Linked DNA regions of Mus musculus: all the other regions are linked to region 1. The links are chromatin contacts, called in public HiChIP or PLAC-seq and promoter capture Hi-C maps. All regions are on one chromosome and are shown on one strand. The core of a region is the stretch at or near the end of the contact, and the rest is flanking DNA. Distances in the headings are between cores, read along the strand shown.

Region 1 (3,655 bases), core at 416-2,915:
ATTATACATACATGGCCTAAATAAATACTCTGATACCTCAGAATGGTTAAAAGAAAACCTGGCTACACACTATCTAAAAATTATAATAGGTAAAAGTAAAAACAAAGTCCTACAGCTCTATTCAGAATCACGAATAAACTAGAAATAACAAATCTTCAAGAGTGAATGGATAACTATGGCACACCTATAAGATGTACTAGCCTAGCAATAACAATACACATACTATAGGTTAACTTCTAAGGCATTCATCTGAGTAAAGGAAGCTGGTTTCAGAAGATCCAATTCATATCACACTTGAAAAAGGAAGACTAGAACAGATCCGTGGTTACCACCTGTTGGAGATGGGGCAGTATGACAAAGCTTTGTGGGACAGAACTGATGAAATCCTAGTTAGTTAGTGATAGTTACTTCCTACGTGTGCTAAAACTCGTTGAACTGTACACCAGAAAAACCTATTATTAACTTTTTTAAATATTATTTTTAAATTATGAGCGTGCATGTGAAAATGTGTGTGCTGCTGCCCACAGACGCGAGAGGCAGCCCCTGGAGCTGGAATTATAGGCTACCCCTATAGCTATGTGAGTTATCCCACGTGGGTGCTGGGAACAGAATTCTGGACCTCTGGAAGAGCAGTCGCCCCTAACCACGGAGCATCCATCTCTCCAAGACCCCGTATATTACTTTTTTTAAAGTAAAAGTATGTGACTAATTTCCATCGGTCCTTCCAGACTATGATTTAATGAATAAGATCAAAAGGAAAACAAGTGAGCCCGCCAGATCCTGCTGGCAATAAAAGTCACTACTGAAAAGAACTTCCTCATTTACTACACAAAATATACAAAGCAAACCCAAACTTCGGAAATTTTTTTTCTTAGAAGAGGCTAAGAAAACCCAGTCATTCAGATCCAAAATGTGTATATTTTAAAAATGCCTGTTGAATGGCTCCTCTTGTCTGTTTCTATATTTCAGGCTTTTCAAGACGCTGCCAATTTCTCCTGGCTGGGTGCCACTTTGGGGTTTACTCGACTTACAAGTATCCCTTTATGCGTACCTCATACTCTGGAGTCTTTAGGCAGCCCTGAGGAGGACTCTGCAAAAGCAATGGCCTTTGCAGGGAGCCCGTAAGACCCGGGGCCGCTCCGCACGCGCTCTCACTGGCCCCAAGGTCTGCGGACGCCGGGGCGGGGAGGCTCTGCTCAGCGTCCCGGAGGCGAGCCTGAGGCTCCCGGGCCCCCATACAGCCCGTGGCGGGGGGAGACGCTCTGCGGGTCCCGCGGCGCCTCTCGGAGCGCACCTCGGCCGTCGCGGGAGCCGCAGGAGCGCGTCCACCCCCGCGCACCGCCCGGAGGCCTGAGGAAGAGTGAGGACCGCCGCCCCGCCACATTCCCAAGCAGCCCTCCCTGCGGACACCGCCGCGGGTCCCGTGCCCTACAGGAAGAGCGCCGGCAGGGGGCTCACCTTGAGTTGCGACTTGGAGACCTTGCCGCTGCGGTCCAGGTCGAGCGCGGTGAAGGCGTGCCAAATGGCTTTGAGCAGTTCGTCTTTCAAGCCCCTCATGGCCGCGGCCGCGCTGCCCTAACAGACCTGGTCAGCCCAGTCGGCAACTCAGCGCCTCTGCCTCCTGCAGGATCCCCACAGAAGACTCGGCCCGCCGCGCGGTCACCTGACCGCTGCAGGCCCCGCCCTCCCAAAGGGCACACCCCTCTGGTCCCGCCCCTCCGTCTTACCAACCAGCCCTGGGATACCCTCTGCCCACTACGGGGACGTAAACAACACGCAAAGTCCTTGTGGTGGGTTTCCACACCAACTCAGGCCATTTTCAAAGCTCGCATGTGCTCCCAAAGGAATGCCCACCAGCCCGAGGAACACTCAAGACTGGAGTGATCAGCCACTGAGGCTTTTGCAGGAGTCTCACAGTTATTAAAGGAGTCTTGGTTCAGTCCTGGGATGGAGTCACGGTCTTAAGAGGCCAGACAAGACCCCGAAAAATGTCCAGGCAGAGCCTGGAATGCTCAGTCCCAAATCAGGAAGGATAAAGAAGGAGACAGAAACAAAAATAGAAATCTAAGAAAGTTGCTTCATGCACTTTGCAAATATGCATTGATGGCCCTCTGTAGTGGCCTCTAGGGGCAGAGCAACAAGTTTTAAGAAGAGTTAAGAAGTCAATGATAGGCTTATAAAGGCTCATAGATAAAGGCTCTTGATGCCAAACCTAACGATTTTGAGTTCTCTCTCCTAAACCCACATAGGGGAATGAGAATCGCAAGTCGTCTCCTGACTTCCACCGCATGCCCACACACCTACAATAAATAAATAAATAAATAAATAAATGAGTAAAATAGAAGTTAATAAGCCCAGCAACATTTTCTTTCTAACCTCTGCCGCTTAGGATCAGTTCACATCCTAGGAAGAGCTTCACGGAGGTAAAGTTGCTGTCGCTGGTGGATTGTGCTCCCATTATTGGAAATCATGCAAATCACTCCATCTATTTTAATAATGAGAATGGTTGACCACTTAAAAGAATCCATCCAGACCTAGAGAAGTGCCCAGATGGCATCTCTTACACTTGAACTCTTCTGACTTCAAATTCTCCACAAATAGAAAGAGCATAGATACCAGATGGTCCAGAAGGCTCTTTCCCACTGCCTGGGGTAGTGACTGTGACTGGGTAACTTGAATCTCATCACAATAGCACAATCCTTAGACACTATGGAAAGGATAACTATCAAAAGTCAAAAGCAGGGGATTCCCAGATCAAAGTGTAGTTTATTTTTCCTCTTTAAAGTTCCTTTGGGCCTATGGTGTAGCTCAGTTGGTAGAGCTCTTATCTAACATGTACAAAGCCCTGAATTTATCCTTAGCACTACACGGTGCTAGACCAGGCATGGTGGTGCATGTCTGTAATCCCAGCGCTTGGAATTCAGAAGTCCAATGACATCCTTAGCTACATATGGAGGTTGAAGCTAGCCAGGACTAAATGAAACCCTGCCTGTAAATTAATAAACTTCTTGATGTCCACATATGTCTTATTTTAAAGGGGACAGGAGAGATAAACTAATTTGGAAAGAGTCAAAAAAAAAGAAAAAAAAAGAATAAGCTGCATCAATGAGTTTAAGGGCAGAGGGAATATTGTGATCATAAAAAGAGAAAGAGCTATAAGAATATGTTCTATCTGGGTGTGGGGGAAGGGGGTACCTCTGCGGGCCCATGCCAAGGCATCCCTTCCCCCTGAGAGACCAGCCACACAGCATGGTATAGTATAGAATAGAGTTTATTCAGGGCATGGGGAGGGGAGTTAAGAGAGTTGTAGAGGCAGAGAAAGGCAGAGAGAAGGAGAAAGTAGAGAAATGGAGGCCAGCCATGACCACGTGGAGAGAGGGGGGGAATGGAATGGAGCGAGGGGGAGCAAGGGGGCAAGAGGCAAGAGAGAGGCAAGAGCATATGAGAGCAAGAGAGGGAGGAGGGGCCAAGCGGCCCCTTTTATAGTGGGCCATGCCTACCTGGCTGTTGCCAGGTAACTATGGAAGAAGTATACCTGGCTGTATGGGGGTAGAGTCCAGACAGAATACCAACAGGGAATCACATAGAGCAGAAGGTGGGAACAAAACAAAGGGATCATGATGTCACCTCTTCCTCACTTTAACAGCCTTGAGGG
Region 2 (3,655 bases), core at 454-2,953, 240 kb after region 1:
AAAGCAGTCAGAGCTCTTAACCACTGAGCCATTTCTCCAGTCCCAGGTGTTCACTTTTTTTTTTTTTTTTTTTGGTTTTTCGAGACAGGGTTTCTCTACAGCCCTGGCTGTCCTAGAACTCACTCTGTAGACCAGGCTGGCCTCAAACTCAGAATTTCACCTGCCTCTGCCTAGCAAGTGCTGGGATTAAAGGTATGCACCACCATGCCCGGTCACGTATTCACTTTTTATAAAATGATTTTTTGTTTCTTTTTAATTTTAATTTTATTAACACTACACTTACTGCTGCGTGCTTGAATGTTATGTTGAAATCAGAGGACGCCAGGCTATGGTGGCGTACGCCTTTAATCCCAGAATTTGTGAGCCAGAGGCAGGGGAATTTCTGAGTTCAAGGTCAGCCTGACAGCCTGGTCTACAGAGCGAGTTGCAGGACAGCCAGGGCTACACAGAGAAACCCTGTCTCAAACCGCCCCCCCCCCCAAAAAAAAGTAATCAGAGGACAACTTCCAAGAGTTAGTTCTCACCTACTGCTATTAGGTCTCAGAGACCGAAATAAGCCTGTCAAGTTTAAGAGACAAATACTTCTACGCACTGAGCTGCCAATTCTCTAGATATCAGATTATTTCTTCTAAGTGTAATTACTGCTTAAGAACAATCCAATTCCCCACTCCCCCTTTTTGTCCAAATTTTAAAATACACTGCTAAGTTACTTTCACGAAGAAATTCCCCACTATTACCTTCGATACCTGCTTTTAAAAAAGATAACGAAAAAAATGTCAATTGGATAGGGGCATCGCTCAGCAACAGAATGGTGTGGTTTGTATGCCCAAGGTCTAAGATTATATCGACAGCAAGAACAAAACAAAACAGGGCTGGAGAGATGGCTCAGTGGTTAAGAGCACCGACTGCCCTTCCGAAGTCTTGAATTCAAATCCCAGCAACCACATGGTGGCTCACAAACATCCGTAATGAGATCTGATGCCCTCTTCTGGTCTGTCTGAAGACAGCTACAGTGTACTTAGATATAATAATAAATAAATCTTAAAAAAAAAAAAGAACAAGACAAAGCAAAATCCTAAAGAAGAGGTGACTCTAATATACTTACCAGTGAGAAGCTGGATATGAGGGGCAGAAGGAGAAAAACTGTCAAGAAGCTATGCCTTGGCTCAGGAAACGCCAAAATATAGCGAGTAAGGGTGAATTTACTTTGGACAGGTGAGTGAAAAACCTTGGACTCTAAACTAATTTCTGTCACTCTGTGATCTTCTTTGTTTCTAGGTCTCAATTTTGTGAGATTCAGGTACGTTTGTCTCATGTTTTAAATTTTACACGATTTTAAGAACAGGCTTCCAGCTTCCACAGCGCTTGTAACCCATTTGCTGCGGAACGAATGGAATCTCCAACACCAACTAGTCGCGCGCAGACACTTCCGGTTGGCGGAACAAAGAGTCTGAAGTACTCGAGCCTCACTTCCGTGTGACGAAAGCTACGCGGAGAAGTCGGACCTTAGGCCGCAGACCCATGACTTGCCAATGCGATATTGCTCATGCGCCCTACACCAGCGAGGTGGGCGGGGCCCCGGAGGGGGCGGGGTCGGCCCTGACTTGTCTCGCGGTTACTGGGCGTGCGGGAGCGCGCGAGGTTCGTGGGCGGTTCTGGGCGGGCCCTCACCTGATATCTCTGGAAGGCTCCGCCGAGTGTCAAGTTTTCGAGGTCGTCTCAGGTGAGGTGGTCGTGCCGGAAGTAGTTGTGCCTCGCGCCTGGGTGTTGAAAGAAAGCTGCGGGAGGAGCTTTAGTCATTCAAGGGGGCGCGGCACCAGTAGGAGCTCTTCGCGGCCCCCGCAGCAGCCATGGCGAAAGGCAGAGTGGCTGATCGATCGCCCACCGAAATGTTGCACTCGACCCCAGCCGGGGACCGGGCAGTGAGGACCCAGGGTTCCGCCGCGCCTGGCAGCAAAGATCATCTGAACGGTGAGTGGACCTGCGGGACGGGGCTGAGGCTGCCCTAAAGATTAGGACCCCGTGGTGCAGGTCGCAGGGAAAGAGGGACCTTTCAGCACCGAAGCATCTCAGCAAGAGAGTCCTGTACTTGGCGGGGAACCCAGCATGACAGAGGGCTAGACTCCTCCTAGTTAGTTTTTTCTCAATAGACTTTAGTCAAAGGAAGCGGTGACCCCGACTTGTGACACCAAATAGACCGGTTCGTTATCCAGGCCACCCAGACAGGTATTTGAGAGACTTGAGCTTTCGTTGTATTGTTTTACAGATGAACATACTGAGGACTATGCAGCTCCATGACTTGTGTAGAGTCACAGAGCCACACTAAGGTTGTGATTAAGAGCAAAGACTTGCCCTTCCAGGTGCCACTTGAAAGTGTCAGATTCTAGCCGGTGGTAGTTGTAGTTGCGCGTCCTTTTAATCCAGTTCTCCGGAGACAGACAAGTTCCAGGTTACACAGAGAAAACCCTGCCTCGAAAAAAACACAACATTTTCAGCTCTTGTGTTTCCATTTAACCTGGTTTGTAACTTAAAAAAAAAAAATTGTTTGATTTGTTTTCAAGCTAAGTAGCCCTGGTTGTATTGGAGGACCTTGCTCTGTAGATTAGACTGGCCTCTAAGGCAAAGAATGGCTTCCTTCAGCCTCCCAAGTACTTGGATCCAAGGCGTGCAGGCGTACACTACCGCCTTGTTTTTTTTTTTGTTTTTTTTGTTTTTTTTTTTTTTGGTCTTTCAAGACAGGGTTTCTCTGTATAGCCCTGGCTGTCCTGGAACTCACTCTGTAGATCAGGCTGGCCTCGAACTCAGAAATCGTCTGCCTCTGCCTCTCAAGTGCTGAGATTAAAGGCGTGTGCCACCACTGCACGGCCTTCGCCTTGTACTTTTTTTTTTTTTAATTTATTTATTACATGTAAGTACACAGTAGCTGTCTTCAGACACACCAGAAGAGGGTATCAGATCACGTTACAGATGCTTGTGAACCACCATGTGGTTGCTGGGATTTGAACTCTGGACCTTTGGAAGAGCAGTCGGGTGCTCTTACCCACTGAGCCATCTCACCAGCCCCCTCCCTGCCTTCTACTTTTTAAAAGACCTTGTTTGGTTCTGTAGGTCAAGCTGATTTGGAACTCAGAGATCCACCAGCCTTAGTTTTCTCAAGTACTTGGATTAAAGGAGTAGACCACCTGCAGAGATGGATTTGTAACTTTTAAAAAGTATCTGAGCTGGGCGTGGTGGCACACACGCCTTTAATCCCAGGGGATTTCTGAGTTCGAGGCCAGCCTGGTCTACAAAGTGAGTTCCAGAACAGCCAGGGCTATACAGAGAAACCCTGTCTCAAAATAACCAAAAAAGAAAAAGTATCTGAATTTTAAAACGAGAATAGTTATTTGCTTGGTTGATGCAAGGGTGTAAACAAAACAGTTCACCTAAACATAGCTTCTGTGGAGTGGTGGCCTGCCTCTATTATTCTGGAGGCAGAGGAAGGTGGCTCTCTATTGAGTTCTAGGTCAGCCTGGTCTACAAGAGTATCAGGACAGCCAGGTATGTTACAAGGAGAAACCCTGTCTCAAAGCAAACCAACTAAAACCCAAAACAATAACAAAAAACACCCAACGAAGTAACTAAGGAATACGGGGACTCATTCATAAATTGTTTT
Region 3 (3,655 bases), core at 337-2,836, 200 kb after region 1:
TCTTGGATAACTGTAAATTCCTTGAAGGCAGGGTTATCTTTACTGCATGGTAAACTTGAGATGCTCAATTAATAGTCTCCCTGATGTTTCCTCTAAGTCAATGCTTTAAGATTTCTTTTCTTTTCTTTTTTGTTTTTTAAGAGACAGGGTTTCTCTGTATAGTTCTGGCTGTCCTGGAACTCACTTTGTAGAGCAGGCTGGCCTGGAACTCAGAAATACTCCTGCCTCTTCCTCCCAAGCGCCGGGATTAAAGGCGTGCACCACCACCGCTCGGCTAAGATTTCTTTAAACAAGGGTTTCTTTTTGCATTAAAAAAAAAAAAAGATACTTATATGTGTGTATAAAGCGTGCATATACAATTTAGTATTTGTGTATATGCAGTATACATATATATGTATATGAACACACACACACCAAAACACTGAGACTCAAAGAGACCTTACAGAGGCCTTTTTATAAACCTATTAAATTCTTACTAATATATAAAATAGCCAAGTTCAGAAAAAAAGAACGCTGATGAAATCAGTACAATAGAATATCAATATAACAGTTTTCCAAGGGGCACTGCCCAAAACACGTGGAAGAGAAACCAACTCTCCACTAATGTTGCATATGAAAGCTCTATAGGCTCTAGATTATCTCACTTGACCATCACAGCAACCGTACGGCCTAATTTCATGAATGAGTACAACTCAGGATCTGGAGGTGAGACTTGCCCAAGGTCACTCACTCCAGAAATCATTGAGGCTGCTATACCTAGAAGGTCGCACTTTATCTGACCCGTTCCACTACATCATCCCGCCTCCCAACTGTGGTACTAGGACAGTACCAGAGCGGGGATCGCACAGTGTAACCCACACTACCCCTGCCCTACCAGATCTGAAATCTGTCCCTAGCACCTCGCCGGCGAGAAGAAAGTTGTACCGGACAGGCAGGTCACTGATCCGCCAAGAGCACACACAAGGCTGTCAGGCGCAGCCCCCAGTGGACTAGCTAGCCTCCCCAGGAACCCCGGCCGACCGGGCGCCGGAAAGACTGGTCTGGGACACATCTCTACACCCTCCCAGTTTGTCTCGCCCCCTCCCGAGAGCAAACTGGGAGACAGCCAGAGGGCGGCGGGCCACGGGAGCCGGCCATGTGTCCAGACCGTCACGCCCGCCTAGCTCGGCCGGCTCCACACGCCCAGACCCGGGCCAGAGGCCCACTCGGAAGCCGACCGAGTGGCGGCCTGGACGCCGCGTCCCCACAGTGGAGCCTGGCACGGCGGTCAGATCTCCGCCCAACCTCTCCAAATGGGCTCGTCGGAGCTGTGCTCCGCGTCTCCAGCCAGGCCTGGAAGTCTTGGCCTGCCGGCCCACAAGCCCGCAGCAGCCGCTAGCCGGCCGTCCTTACTTCATTGAGCTGGCGCTCAGCGGCCTCGCGCAGGGCTGGGTCCATGGTGCCCCGGAGGGCCTCGATGATGGTGTTGGGATCCATCGCCGCGCGGTCGGTCAGACCCGGGACACCGGTGCTACTGAGGCAGAAATAGCGCCACTCACTGCGCACATGGACCGGCCGCGCTCCGCAGCGGCAACCGGCGCGAAAGGAAAGAGAAGCGCCAAGGCCCCGGATAGAACCTTCTCGCCTCGGCGTGGAGGCGGGAGATGCTCCGGCCACTTCCTGTCAAGTCTCCGGCGGAGCACCCTGGGAAATGTAGTCCCCAAACGCGGACACGGCCCACGTGGCTGGCTCCCACTGTAGTCAGTGAAAGGGACAACGTTCAAACGCCACAAAGAGAAAAGTAAAATAGTTACAAAATTTTATATGATATCCCTAGAGAATCTCAAGAAGTGTGTGATGCAATACGTTGTTACTAACTGTATAATTAAAAGAAATTTCTGTTTTGTTTTTGTTTTGTTTTTTGGTTTTTTGAGACAGGGTTTCTCTGTATAGCTCTGGCTGTCCTGGAACTCACTTTGTAGACCAGGCTGGCCTCGAACTCAGAAATCCGCCTGCCTCTACCTCCCAAGTGCTGGGAGAGTGCTGGGATTAAAGATATGCGCCACCACGCCCAGCTCTGTTTTGTTTTTTGAGACAGGCTTTTGACCTGAACTTGTTGCAATACCACTGCCTGAGCCTCCCAGATGGAACTTTCTCAACAATGATTTGAGATGAGTTTCTAAATGCCATAAAAACTGCTCCACTTTGATTCATTAATCTCATTTTGTAAGACTTTATCCTATATATTGAAGTTGTGCCTTATTAATGAGTGTTCAAATCTCAGCTACGTCATTATATAAATTATTTCTAAATTCAGAATAAATGCATAATGTCCATTAAAACTCCCTGTGTATGGATATTTAAACCTCTAATTCAGTAGTTCTCATCTTGTGGGTCTGTGGATCGTGACCCCTTTGTTGAATATCAGCTATCCTCTGCATATCAGATATTTACAGTATAATTCATAGCAGTAGCAAAATTGCAGTTATAAAGTAGCAATGAAAATGCTACTATCATGGTTGGGAATCATCATAATATAAGTAACTATATTGAAGGATTGCAGCAGTGAAAATATTGAGAACTACTGTCATACATCTCAAATCATTTTACCTTTAGAAATCAAATCAATTTTCAATTAGAATCTAAGGGAAGCTATATACTGAGCTTCAGGCAGGCCTGAGCTACAATGTTTGAACCTGTCTCACAAAGGAGCAACAGGGAGCTGTAGAAATGACTCAGTGGTTAGGACCTTATGTTCTTGAAGAAAGCAGGAATTCAGTTCTCTGTGTACAACATACTGTCCTTAAATTTGTAATCCTGCTCCACCCCACAAGTGCTGTACTACCATACTTGATTATAAATTCTCATGAAATAAGAATATTTTGGCCGGGCGTGGTGGCGCATGCCTTTAATCCCAGCACTTGGAAGGCAGAGGCAGGTGAATTTCTGAGTTCGAGGCTAGCCTGGTCTACAGAGTGAGTTCCAGGACAGCCAGGGCTACACAGAGAAACCCTGTCTTGAAAAACCAAAAAAAAAAAAAAAAAAAAAAAGAATATTTTGATTTTTTGCTTTAAATTCCTGCACTTAGAAGGCAGAGGTAGTCAGAATTCTGTGAGTTTAAAAACCAACCTGCTATACATATCAAGTTCTGCCTGGCTGCATACCCTGTCTCAAAAAAACAAACAAACAAAAACAAAAAGACCCTCAAAACAAAACTGTATTTACTTCTTATGGTTCTAATGTGTGCAGTGGCTGAAGTGATGTCTTCTCAATTCTCAGATTACTCATTTTGTCCCCCTTGAAACTTTCTTGCTCCATCTGGTATTTTGTTTCTGTCAATGGTGTTTATTCTTCATAGTTTTGTTTTTGTTTCCAGACAGGGTCTGGAACCAAACTCAGACTCAGGCTGGTTCAAATTCATTATGTTACATGACTTGCCTTAAACCAGTGATCCTCCTGCCTATCCCTTCTAAGCATTGAGAAGGCCAGGTAATGATTAATTCCATGTTGGATATTGTACATGTTACATGTCTGAGTGAGTTGCCTTATCTCTCTTTATGAATAAATGCATTGTCCAGATGAGCAGGTGGATTGTTTACAGTTCAGTAAAATACTTCCAGGTTTGGTTTCATGGGGTTTTTTTTGTTTTGTTTTTGATTTTTGAGGTTTTTCTTTG

Evidence for each region. HiChIP or PLAC-seq counts read pairs in DNA pulled down with a chosen protein or histone mark. Capture Hi-C pulls out chosen DNA fragments and counts their contacts.
Region 2: a contact with region 1 is called in a promoter capture Hi-C map of liver. The contact joins the promoter of Tmem41b here to the promoter of Swap70 in region 1. A contact is called at or near these places in 1 of 484 Hi-C or Micro-C datasets (regulatory T cells), 1 of 115 datasets of contacts at active chromatin or transcription factors (the SCID.adh cell line) and 1 of 9 other capture datasets (liver).
Region 3: an H3K4me3 HiChIP or PLAC-seq map of bone marrow-derived macrophages shows a contact between it and region 1, with 2.5 times the contacts expected there. The contact joins the promoter of Ipo7 here to the promoter of Swap70 in region 1. A contact is called at or near these places in 3 of 484 Hi-C or Micro-C datasets (embryonic stem cells and natural killer cells), 6 of 115 datasets of contacts at active chromatin or transcription factors (the 230-238 cell line, the SCID.adh cell line, bone marrow-derived macrophages and 3 more) and 2 of 9 other capture datasets (adipose tissue and liver).

What each region holds. Positions count from the first base shown.
Region 1 is chr7:110,219,713-110,223,367 of GRCm38.p6, reverse strand. Swap70 (SWA-70 protein) reads right to left here and starts at 1,665. Exons shown (of 12, transcript NM_009302.3): 1 at 1,459-1,665. The coding sequence starts at 1,557.
Region 2 is chr7:109,984,278-109,987,932 of GRCm38.p6, reverse strand. It overlaps Tmem41b (transmembrane protein 41B), which reads left to right and starts at 1,703. Exons shown (of 7, transcript NM_153525.5): 1 at 1,703-1,971. The coding sequence starts at 1,851.
Region 3 is chr7:110,016,246-110,019,900 of GRCm38.p6, reverse strand. Ipo7 (importin 7) reads right to left here and starts at 1,586. Exons shown (of 25, transcript NM_181517.5): 1 at 1,393-1,586. The coding sequence starts at 1,476.